2 separate regions of the Mus musculus genome follow, and region 1 is linked to region 2. The links are chromatin contacts, called in public HiChIP or PLAC-seq maps. All regions are on one chromosome and are shown on one strand. The core of a region is the stretch at or near the end of the contact, and the rest is flanking DNA. Distances in the headings are between cores, read along the strand shown. Region 1 holds the start of Tex13d (testis-expressed protein 13D-like). Region 2 has its middle 54 kb from the start of B230118I11Rik.

The links. HiChIP or PLAC-seq counts read pairs in DNA pulled down with a chosen protein or histone mark.
Region 1: a contact with region 2 is called in an H3K27ac HiChIP or PLAC-seq map of embryonic stem cells, with 2.0 times the contacts expected there. The contact joins the promoter of Tex13d here to the enhancer-like site in region 2. A contact is called at or near these places in 1 of 484 Hi-C or Micro-C datasets (nephron progenitors), 7 of 115 datasets of contacts at active chromatin or transcription factors (CD8 T cells, T-cell acute lymphoblastic leukemia, effector CD8 T cells and 2 more) and 1 of 9 other capture datasets (adipose tissue).

Annotation. Positions count from the first base shown.
Region 1 is chrX:42,486,479-42,491,191 of GRCm38.p6, reverse strand. Tex13d (testis-expressed protein 13D-like) reads right to left here and starts at 1,634. Exons shown (of 2, transcript XM_006541567.3): 1 at 1-1,634. The coding sequence starts at 1,260.
Region 2 is chrX:42,429,701-42,434,323 of GRCm38.p6, reverse strand. No RefSeq gene overlaps it. Among named protein-coding and RNA genes, the nearest start is that of B230118I11Rik, 54 kb to the right of the region's middle. Within about 2 kb of position 1,988, at least 30 of the 459 cell types and tissues checked have an H3K27ac peak or open chromatin away from gene starts, as enhancers often do. A contact at or near this core is called in T-cell acute lymphoblastic leukemia and embryonic stem cells, where this site is marked.

The sequences.
Region 1 (4,713 bases), core at 385-2,884, 57 kb before region 2:
CTGGCTATGGAGTTGACCTTGCCCAGGAAGGTGTAGTTCCTGGAGATTCTGAAGATCTACAGCGTTGTCATATGCTTCTTCCTTCTCCGCCACCTCCTCTTCCTCTTCTTGCTCATCTTCTGCTGTATCTGTTGATTCTTCTGATGCTGCTTCTGCTGCTACTGCTGATGTTGCTTCTAGTTCTTCATTTTCTCCTTCATTGTCATTTTCAGTGTCCACTAGTGTAGCCCTATACTGAACTCCTTGACGATCTTGCTCTTGAAGGTGGCTTCTGTTGTCTCCCAAGGTATTTGTCCCCTGGCACTTCCCTGAGTTTCCCTCCTGGCTGGTGTCTCTGATGTTTCCTGCAGGTACAGCACGCTGGGTGACCAGAGGACCTTCAGTAGTATACGTGTAGCTTCTCTGGTCCCACACACTAGCTGGGTTCTGGGAGCATGGTGCAGCAAAAGGACCAGAAGGATATGCAGGAGGTAACGGAACTGGAGCTACAACACCTGCTTCTGTTTCCACGACTACTGAAGGTGAGAAAGGCATTAAGAATGGAGATCCCGTTAGGAATGGTGGATGTGCTGGGAGCTGATATGGCACTGGAACTGGCACAGTTGGTTGCATGGCCAGGGGCCAGGAACTTGTGCTTCCTGGCATGTAAAAGACATTTGTTGCAGCTGACATTTGTGCCTCCAAATACCGTCTGTCGTATGCCCCCACTGTACCCATAACTCTCGCATGATCTGGACTCAGGGGTACCACTGAAGCCCCAAGCTGTTGGCTTTGAATATCATGAACCAGAGGAGCCATCTGGACTGATCTTTCAACATGGTGCAGCCTCCGGCGCAACAGATCACACTCCCTCATCGCCTGCTGTAGAGCGGCTTGAGTAGAAATCAACTGGGTGACCGCCTCCTCTCGCTGTTGACGGAGCTGCCACAACTCCGAGACTGAGGCCCTGGGAGCCGAGGGGAGCTGCCCGAATGCATCCTGTGACAACCCAACCATATAAGCCTGCTGCTCACGCTGCCTTGCAGCTATTCGCACACCCAGTGCCAGGGCACTCCAGGTACAGGCCCTTTTTAGAGAACGTGGCACCTGAGGATCTATCAAAATGGCGCGAAGTTGGTCTTCTATCTCATTCCAGGGCCGCATGCGGAAAGCCAAGTAAAATTCGGGCCCACCTCCATTCATGAGGATTTCATTGTTAATAAATCTAATTACTTCACTGTGGCGAAAGCCGGTGGAGTGGTCGCCCCAGTCCATCGCCATGGTCAACGCGGCCTAGTCACGCTAGCGGGCCTGACTGAATTCCGCCACTGTCTCTCAATGGTCACAGCCGCTGTGCTGCCAGTCCTGTTCCCCTCTTCCCTCTGGCTCAGTCCTAAAACAGTTCTTGCCCAATCTCACAAAAGAACAAAGTTAATCCTCTCACCACCTCAGCCTCCTCCGGACGACACCCAGGACCTCCAGCGGTCGAAGACCGTAATGGCTACAAAATGGCAACTGTAACAGATAAACGGTCAACTCAGAACGTTACGTCACCAGCTTAAACGTCATAGAGAGCGCGCCGCTTGGCCCAGCGCCACCTACAGATAGCCGTGGTAGGGACAGCAATGAGCCAGAAGCCACGGGCTTGGTTAACATGAGCTTGGGAAAGAAAATAGCCAAGATGACACAAAGAATTCATAGCCACGCATTAGAATTGAATGTGAATGCATAAGGGCTGCTCAGAGTTCAACTCTGACTCTCAAGCTTTTTATTATCGTTTAGGTTTTGCTGTTATGAGTCCAGTGGTAGAGAGCTTGACCTGGATTAGGGAGCAGGAGGTTCTGGGTTTCATCGGAAGTGCAGTAAGAATAGTCGATATGAAGTATTCTTTTAAACTAGCCTAGGTGACTGACATCTGCAATCCCAGCATTCTGGAGGTGTAAGCAGAAAGGATAGCTTGAGCTATAGAGTGAGACTTTATGTCAAAAAAAAAATCACAGGGATAATTATAGTTTGGGAATGAAGTAAGCCAATTTCAGGACAGACACTTTTTTCTGTTTTTTTTTTTGTTTTTTGTTTTTTTGTTTTTTGTTTTTTGTTTTTTCCCTCTCAGCCTCCCATATACCTCTCAGCCTCATATCTCTTTCAAATTCATGACCTCTTTTAGCATGCATACATATAGACTCAGGTTTGAGAGTGCTTTATGCTACGAGTTTTAGTGTTGTTCTTTCTTAAAGAAATATGAAAATTTTCTTTTCATATAAAACCATATTGACTTAATTAAGAATTAATTAACTAAGAATTTTAATATTTTATTATTTTCTTAACATCATTCCTCGAAGTGTATGAAATTAATGTATCACTGAATTATATTGTGTTAGAATGTTTGCTTTTAAAACTGTTTGAATTTCTGAGTTTCATTTAAAAAGTTACTTCTTTGAATTTTGGCTTGGGATTAGAATAGAATTTCCAATAACTTTTGAAATAGCCCTAAATATATTTCTCACATTTTATACTATGTGTTTATATGAAGTGGTAGCCTCAGCATTGATGGTTATAAAATAAAAATAGTAATTGACTCTGAAAGTGTTGAAGATGCTCTATATTCTGTAGTATCAACTATTCAGCCAAGATTTAATTCTTCATGTAAAAATAATCAAATACATCCATTTCCTTGCCATGTAAATTTGCTTTCATCTTTAATAAATGATCAATTTATATGTCTACCAGAGACATGTTTTTAAAATACATTTCTTTATGATTTATTATCAGTAGATGCTTGATTTTTATATATCTATTTTACATATCCATCCACCTGGGTTGTGAAAGAATTCTTGGGGGAAAATGAGCTGGTAACAGAAAAAGTTTAGGAAACCCTGTTCTAGATAGTCTTTTAACATACTATATGCTCCAAAGGACTTGGGAAGTCCCACAAGCGTGGCTTTGGTGTTGCAGCCCACCAGCATCTCTCTCCATCACTCTGCTTGCAGTTTGCCTTGGGAGATATTCCACATTCCTGGCATTTCTTTTGGAGAAAACACATTTCAGCTACACTTTCACTCTCACAGTTTCACACCTAACCTCTTCATTGTTTCCTATGGGGACCTTACCTTTGCACATATTGCCTGGCCTCCCATGGTTTCTTTTGAAGTATGGGTAGAGGCCTCCGTGTTCCTCAAGCACTAAATTTTGTATACTTGCCAAATCACTATCCCATGGATGAGGCCATGATCCTTGTCAACATAGTCACTAACCTTTCAACTACAGCCACAGTGGCCTCTGAGTGCTTAGGGCATAAGAAAGGAAGCAGAATGGGAGAGATGAGGGGGAAGAGAAATTACTAAAACAAGTTTTGTTTGAGAAATGCTAGAATGAAACCTAATTCTATGTAAACTAGTATATTTTTATTTTTTTAAAAAATAAAGATGTAAATAAACATGGATAAAATAAGGAGGTTAGATCCAGACATGGATTTTTAAAAAGCAACTTAGGTAAGATATTCAGCAAGGATATACAGATTCTGAAAATGATAGAAGTCTTAGAAGCAAAAACCCAATGAAACAAAAACCTCAGTGGAAATATTGCCAGCAAAATATACCAAGTGGAAAAAACTACAAGGGGATGAAAAAAGTGAAGATCTATTAGATTGAGACAGCAATCTAAGTAAAAAGAAAAGAAGAACTCAGACATGACCACAAATTTGAATAAATCTTAGACACAACTATGACAGCAAATTTACAATCCTTTGGTATAAAAGGAATAACCAATATACAAATTTTAAAAGACAGAAAAATTACTCATGGATAAATTGGCATGATAGCTCAATGGGTAAAGTACATGCTGGCAAGCCTGAAAAGGTGAGTCTAATCACTGGGACCACACAGGAGAAGGAGACATCTGAGTCCTGAAAGTTGTCCTTTACCTCTACAGGAATGGCACATACATGCCCATATACACATATGTATACACACACACACACACACACACACACACACACACACACACACACACAAATAAATATATAAAGTCACTTTAGAAAGGAAAATTACTCAAAGAAATAATAGAAACTTTCCCAAATATTAGGGAAAGCATGGGTATCCCATGACAGGAGGCATTCAGAACCCCAAATGGACATGATTAGAAAAGACTGTCTCCATATATTATAGTTTTTTAAAGGACATTAAAGTGTTTTGAAAATAAAAACTATAAAACATGAGGACCTGCGCTGAGATTTTCAATATCCATGTTAAATCCAGGCATGATAGCACACAGGTCTATAACCCGAGGGCTAGCAAGCCATATCACTGAGTTCCAGGATCAGTGAGAGACCCTGTCTCAGGAATCTTGAAAGGCGCCAGCAAGATGGTTCAGCATACACAGCAATGTGCTGCCAAGCCTGATGGCATAAGTTTGATCTCCAGGACCCACATGTTAAAAGGAGAGAACAAAATGCTACAAATTGTCTTGTGACCTCCTCACACATGCCATGGCACATGTGTGCCTGTGAGCATGTTGTACACACACACAGATAGTGGTAGGTAGGTAGGTAGGTAGATAGATAGATAGATAGATAGATAGATAGATAGATAGATAGATAGATAGGCAGGCAGGCAGGCAGGCAGGCAGGCAGGCAGGCAGACAGACAGACAGACAGACAGACAGACAGATAGGCAGATAGATAGACAAACTATCCGGAGTGAATAAAGTCCTAAGTGAATATGCATTGTTTCACAT
Region 2 (4,623 bases), core at 739-3,238:
TCAAGAAAATCCCTCACAGGCATGCCCAGCTGCTTGGATTTTAATTGGTTGCAGATGTAATCTAATTTGACAACCAACATTAGATGTCACGATGGATAGATAGGGAGGGGTAGGTCTGGGAAGAGCCGGGGGTGAATATGATCAAAATACACTGTCCAGATCCTCAATGAACTAATAAAAATTGAGAGAGATAAATCAGATGTAGTAGCATGTATCTGTATCTCAGCTCAAGGGACAGCTACCTTGTGGAATGACTCAAAGTGGCAGAAACAATAAAGACCCTGCCTCAATGAGGTGGGAAGTGAGAACCTTCTTTCTACACACACACAAACACACACACACACACACACACACACACACACACACACACCATTGATAGTATCCTGGCTAGTTTTATGTCAACTGGACACAACCAAAAGTCACCTGAAAGGATGGAACTACAATTGAGAAAATGGCTCCATGAGATTCAGCTGTAAGCCTTTTTCTTAATTAGTCATTGTGGGTGGTACCATCCCTGCGCTGGTAGTCCTGACCTCTATAAGAAAGCAGGCTGAGCAAGCCATGGAAGCAGGCCAGTAAGCAGCAACCCCTCGTGTCCTCTGTATCAGCTCCTGACTCCAGGTTCCTGTCCTGTATGAGTTCCTGTCCTGACTTCCTTCAGTGATGAACAATGATATGGAAGTGTAGCCTGAATGAACCCTTTCCTTTGGTCATGGTGTTTCATCACAATAATAGTAATCCTAATTAAGACCAACAGACATCTTATTAGCAATCTCAGGGGCTTAAAAGTGAGTTTGAACAGTTATTTTCCTCATTGGTTGAGGTAAGATCAACACCCATGAGTCAATTCCCAGGGCTAAATCCTGTTCATGTGCCATGGCTCTGTCCCTTGGATAAACATGGAAAACACAGAGATAATCCACTGTCCCTCCCCTGTTAACTCTGTTCTACATCCACTCCGTTTAGCTATTCAATTCATTCCATCCTTAGCTGTATCTTTACCCTATCCTCAAACCTGGCCTGTCATCCCACCTTCTAGAGGCCAAATAAACACAGTGACCCCACCACAATATGCAAGGTATATACTAGGCCCTGAAAGATGCAATGTGAGTGGGAGCCATACTTTGAGATCTTCTGCAAGAACTTTCCACTACTGGAGTATTCTTGAAATGGATAGAGAGACAAAAGCACAACGATGGTGGTATAAAATAAAGCCACCAGAATTGAAACAAGTTAATTAATTTTCTACAAGTTCATTATCATTATTTCATAGCATCTGCTAGTTCTCTCTATTAAAATAGGGTTGAGTAAACTTTAGCCCACCCCTTGGAGCAGATCTATGCACAATCAAGTTTTTCAGAAGAAAATGAGATAAAAATTCTGGGGACTTAAAAACTGGCTGGGGGTTGGGGAAGCTGTCCCTGACTCTGTTGCCCACCTGTGTATCCTGTTCCCCTAACTAGCTGCCTTGTCTGGCCTAAGTGGGAGAGGATGTGCCTAGCTCTGCAGTGACTTCTTGTACCAGGGTAGGTTGGGGGAACTCCCCTTCTCAGAGGAGAAGAGGCAGGGGAATGGGAAGAGGAGTTTTGGGGGGAGCTGTGATCAGGATGTAAAGTGAATAAATAAATTAATTAATGGAAAAAGATCTAGAGACCTATCCAAAGAAGAGACTTCATTCACACAGGAAGTGAAGGGTAAGTACAAGGCTTGAAGAACTATAATGGTGCTGCCTGGGTTCTGTCACTAAGCCTCTCAGGACTAGGGGAGTTGCCTGTTCCTGAATCTTATTTCAAGCCTTTTTAAAAGACTCTGTCCCTGGAGTAATCAGCAACCTGGAGTGAAGGCCCAGGCTGGAGCAAAGAGACATATGTGGATTGAAGCAAACAAGTTTTTTTTTTTTCTGACTTGCTGTCTGAGACTCAGGCACCTGCACCTGCGTGGGAACTCTTTTTCCCACCCAGAGCACAAGACAGCCTGTAGAAATCTAGTTAGGAGTCATTTCGATTCAGCATTACATCATTGACACAGTACAATAGCCTCCTGGCTCCCTTTGTTATTCCTCAAACATCTGCTTCCTCTTCCCTCCCCGTCTCCTTCTGGGGTCAAGCGCTCTTTTGTACCGGGCACCCTTCCTTTAAAAATCAATCATTCTTAATTCTCCTTGAACTAGAAAAGAATTACCGGGCCTGGCCCTCTTCCTCCCCTGGATCTGCATCTGAAACTGAATAGTTACTGGAACCCTGAAGGTTTCGCCTCTGCTCCTGGGAACAAACTGTCAGAGCTTATGTTTCTACAGTGCTGGTGATACACATTGTTTACTCAAAATGGCACAGTTCCTGCCCTAGGCCTAATTTCTTGCTATTTTGTCTATTTAGTGCTAAAAGAGCACATGTTTCCAGCAGCCACATCTTGAAGCAAGCTGGAGTCTCTACTAAAATAGGCTATACCATAGACTGCCACTCTACAGAGCACCCAGGTTGCCTAGCCCTAAATGCACACCCCCTTCAAAAGGAACCTCTGCTTTGAGATGAAAAGTTCTTTTTAAGGATAAAGATGCTCACACAATTTACGTGTTGTAGCTCAGGTGTAAAACACTGCCCAACAGAATCCTGTATTTGAACTCTTGGTCTCAGATGGTGTTTGGGGAAGTTGTGGAAACTTTCATAGGGTGTACACAGCCAAAGGAAGTGGATCTATGATGGTGGGCTGGAGCATGAGGTTATAGCCAGCCCTACGTGTCCAGTCCTATCCCTGTCTTTTGGTCCACTGATAGGTGAGGTTAAAAGAAGCTTCAGCAGCATGATTCCAGCCACTACTGTGAATCTACCTATTGCCATGCCTGCCTTCCATTATGGATTGTGTCCCCTCAACTCATGAGCCACAATAGACCCTTCCTTGCTTAAGTTGTTTCTTGTCACATATTTGCTCATGGAAACAAGAAAAATTGCTGATATAGCCAATGAAATGTAATTTTCAAACAAAAAGTCAAAGATCTTATCTATATTCTGTGTTAGAGCTGCTAAAATAAGTTATATTTTCATTAGGTGATTTTTAAATTTTATCATATATCCTTTAGTAATTTTGTACATGAATATGATATCTTTAATCATCTTATTTAAATGATTTTATTTAAAATGATTTTAAAGTCAGTCCACAGCTCCCTTCAAGGATTTCTTAATTTGATATGAAGCGAATACTTTAACTACTACAGAAAAATGAAGAAAGGGGGCAAGCAGTGGATCAGGTGAGCATTTATTTATGATTACATGTATGTGAAATTGTACTTCATCTCTCACTCCAAGTCCTCATCAGTTTGCTAAGGAGGCTGATACCATTAGAAGGTAGAAAATACCATTGCCTCCAGAAGGAGGGGGACATCAATCCACTCACAAAACCTTCAACCCAAATTTTTTCCTGCCTACAAGATGTACAGGGATAAAGATGGAAGAGAAATTGAGGGAACATCCAGCCAACGACTGCCCCAACTTGAGACCCACCCCATGGGAGCAATCCAACCCCTGACACTATTAATGATACTCTGCTATGCTTGTAAACAGAAGCCTAGCATAACTGTCTCCTGAGAGGCTTCATCCATCAACAGAAGGAAACAGATGCAGAGACCCACAGCCAAACATAAAGCAAAGCCCCAGAAGTCTTATGAAAAAGTGGGGGGATAGAATTGAGCAAACCAGAGGGGTCATGAACACCACAAGAAGACCTACAGAGTCAACTAACATGGGGCCATGGGGGCTTACAAAAATTAAACCACCAACCAAAGAGCATGCAGCGGCTGGACCTAGCCCACCCTACACATTTGTAGCAAATGTGCAACTTTGTCTTCATGCAGGTCCTCTAACAATTGTAGTGGAGTCTGTCTCTGACTTTGCTGCCTGCCATTGGATCCTCTTACCCTACTTGGACTGACTACCTGGTTGGGCCTCAGTGGGAGAAGATGTGCTTAGTCCTGCTGGGACTAGATGACCCAGGGTGGAGTGGTACCCCAGGGGGGCTTCCCTTCCCTGAGAAAAAGGGGAGGAGGTAATGGTGGGAGGCACTTGAAAAGGTCTGACTGGGAGGAGGCTGTGATTGGAATGTAATATGAATCAAAACATTGTAGAAAAACAAACAAAAAAGAAAATATCATCCCATTCCTAAAACAGTAAGTACCCCATCCCTCTCTTTTCTATATTTATGAAATAATTATGTCTAATACTCATGAAGAAGATGCACCCCAATAACTTTTTCCCATGAAGAACTGCTGAACAACACTCTAGTGCCATTGATGCACTTCATTATCTAGTAATTTATTCATGCTTGCTCCTCTCATGTGATTCTGATCGTGGATATTATGATCAAGTCTGATCTTTACCTGTTGTCAATAAGAAGCCTCCCTAGCACCTTAGTCAGAGGCAGGGCTGACTGGTTTTGACATAAACTTAACAACCAGTTTAAGAAGTTGTTAGCATTCTGTCTAAGCTCCACTCCACAGTTACCTGGCAACAGGTAGTCCTGACCCACTATAAAAGCGGCTGCTTGCTCCCTCCTCCCTCTCTTGCCTCTTGTTCTCTTGCTCCCTCTTGCTTCTCCCTTGCTCTTGCTCTCCCTTTCCCATTCCCTTCTCCC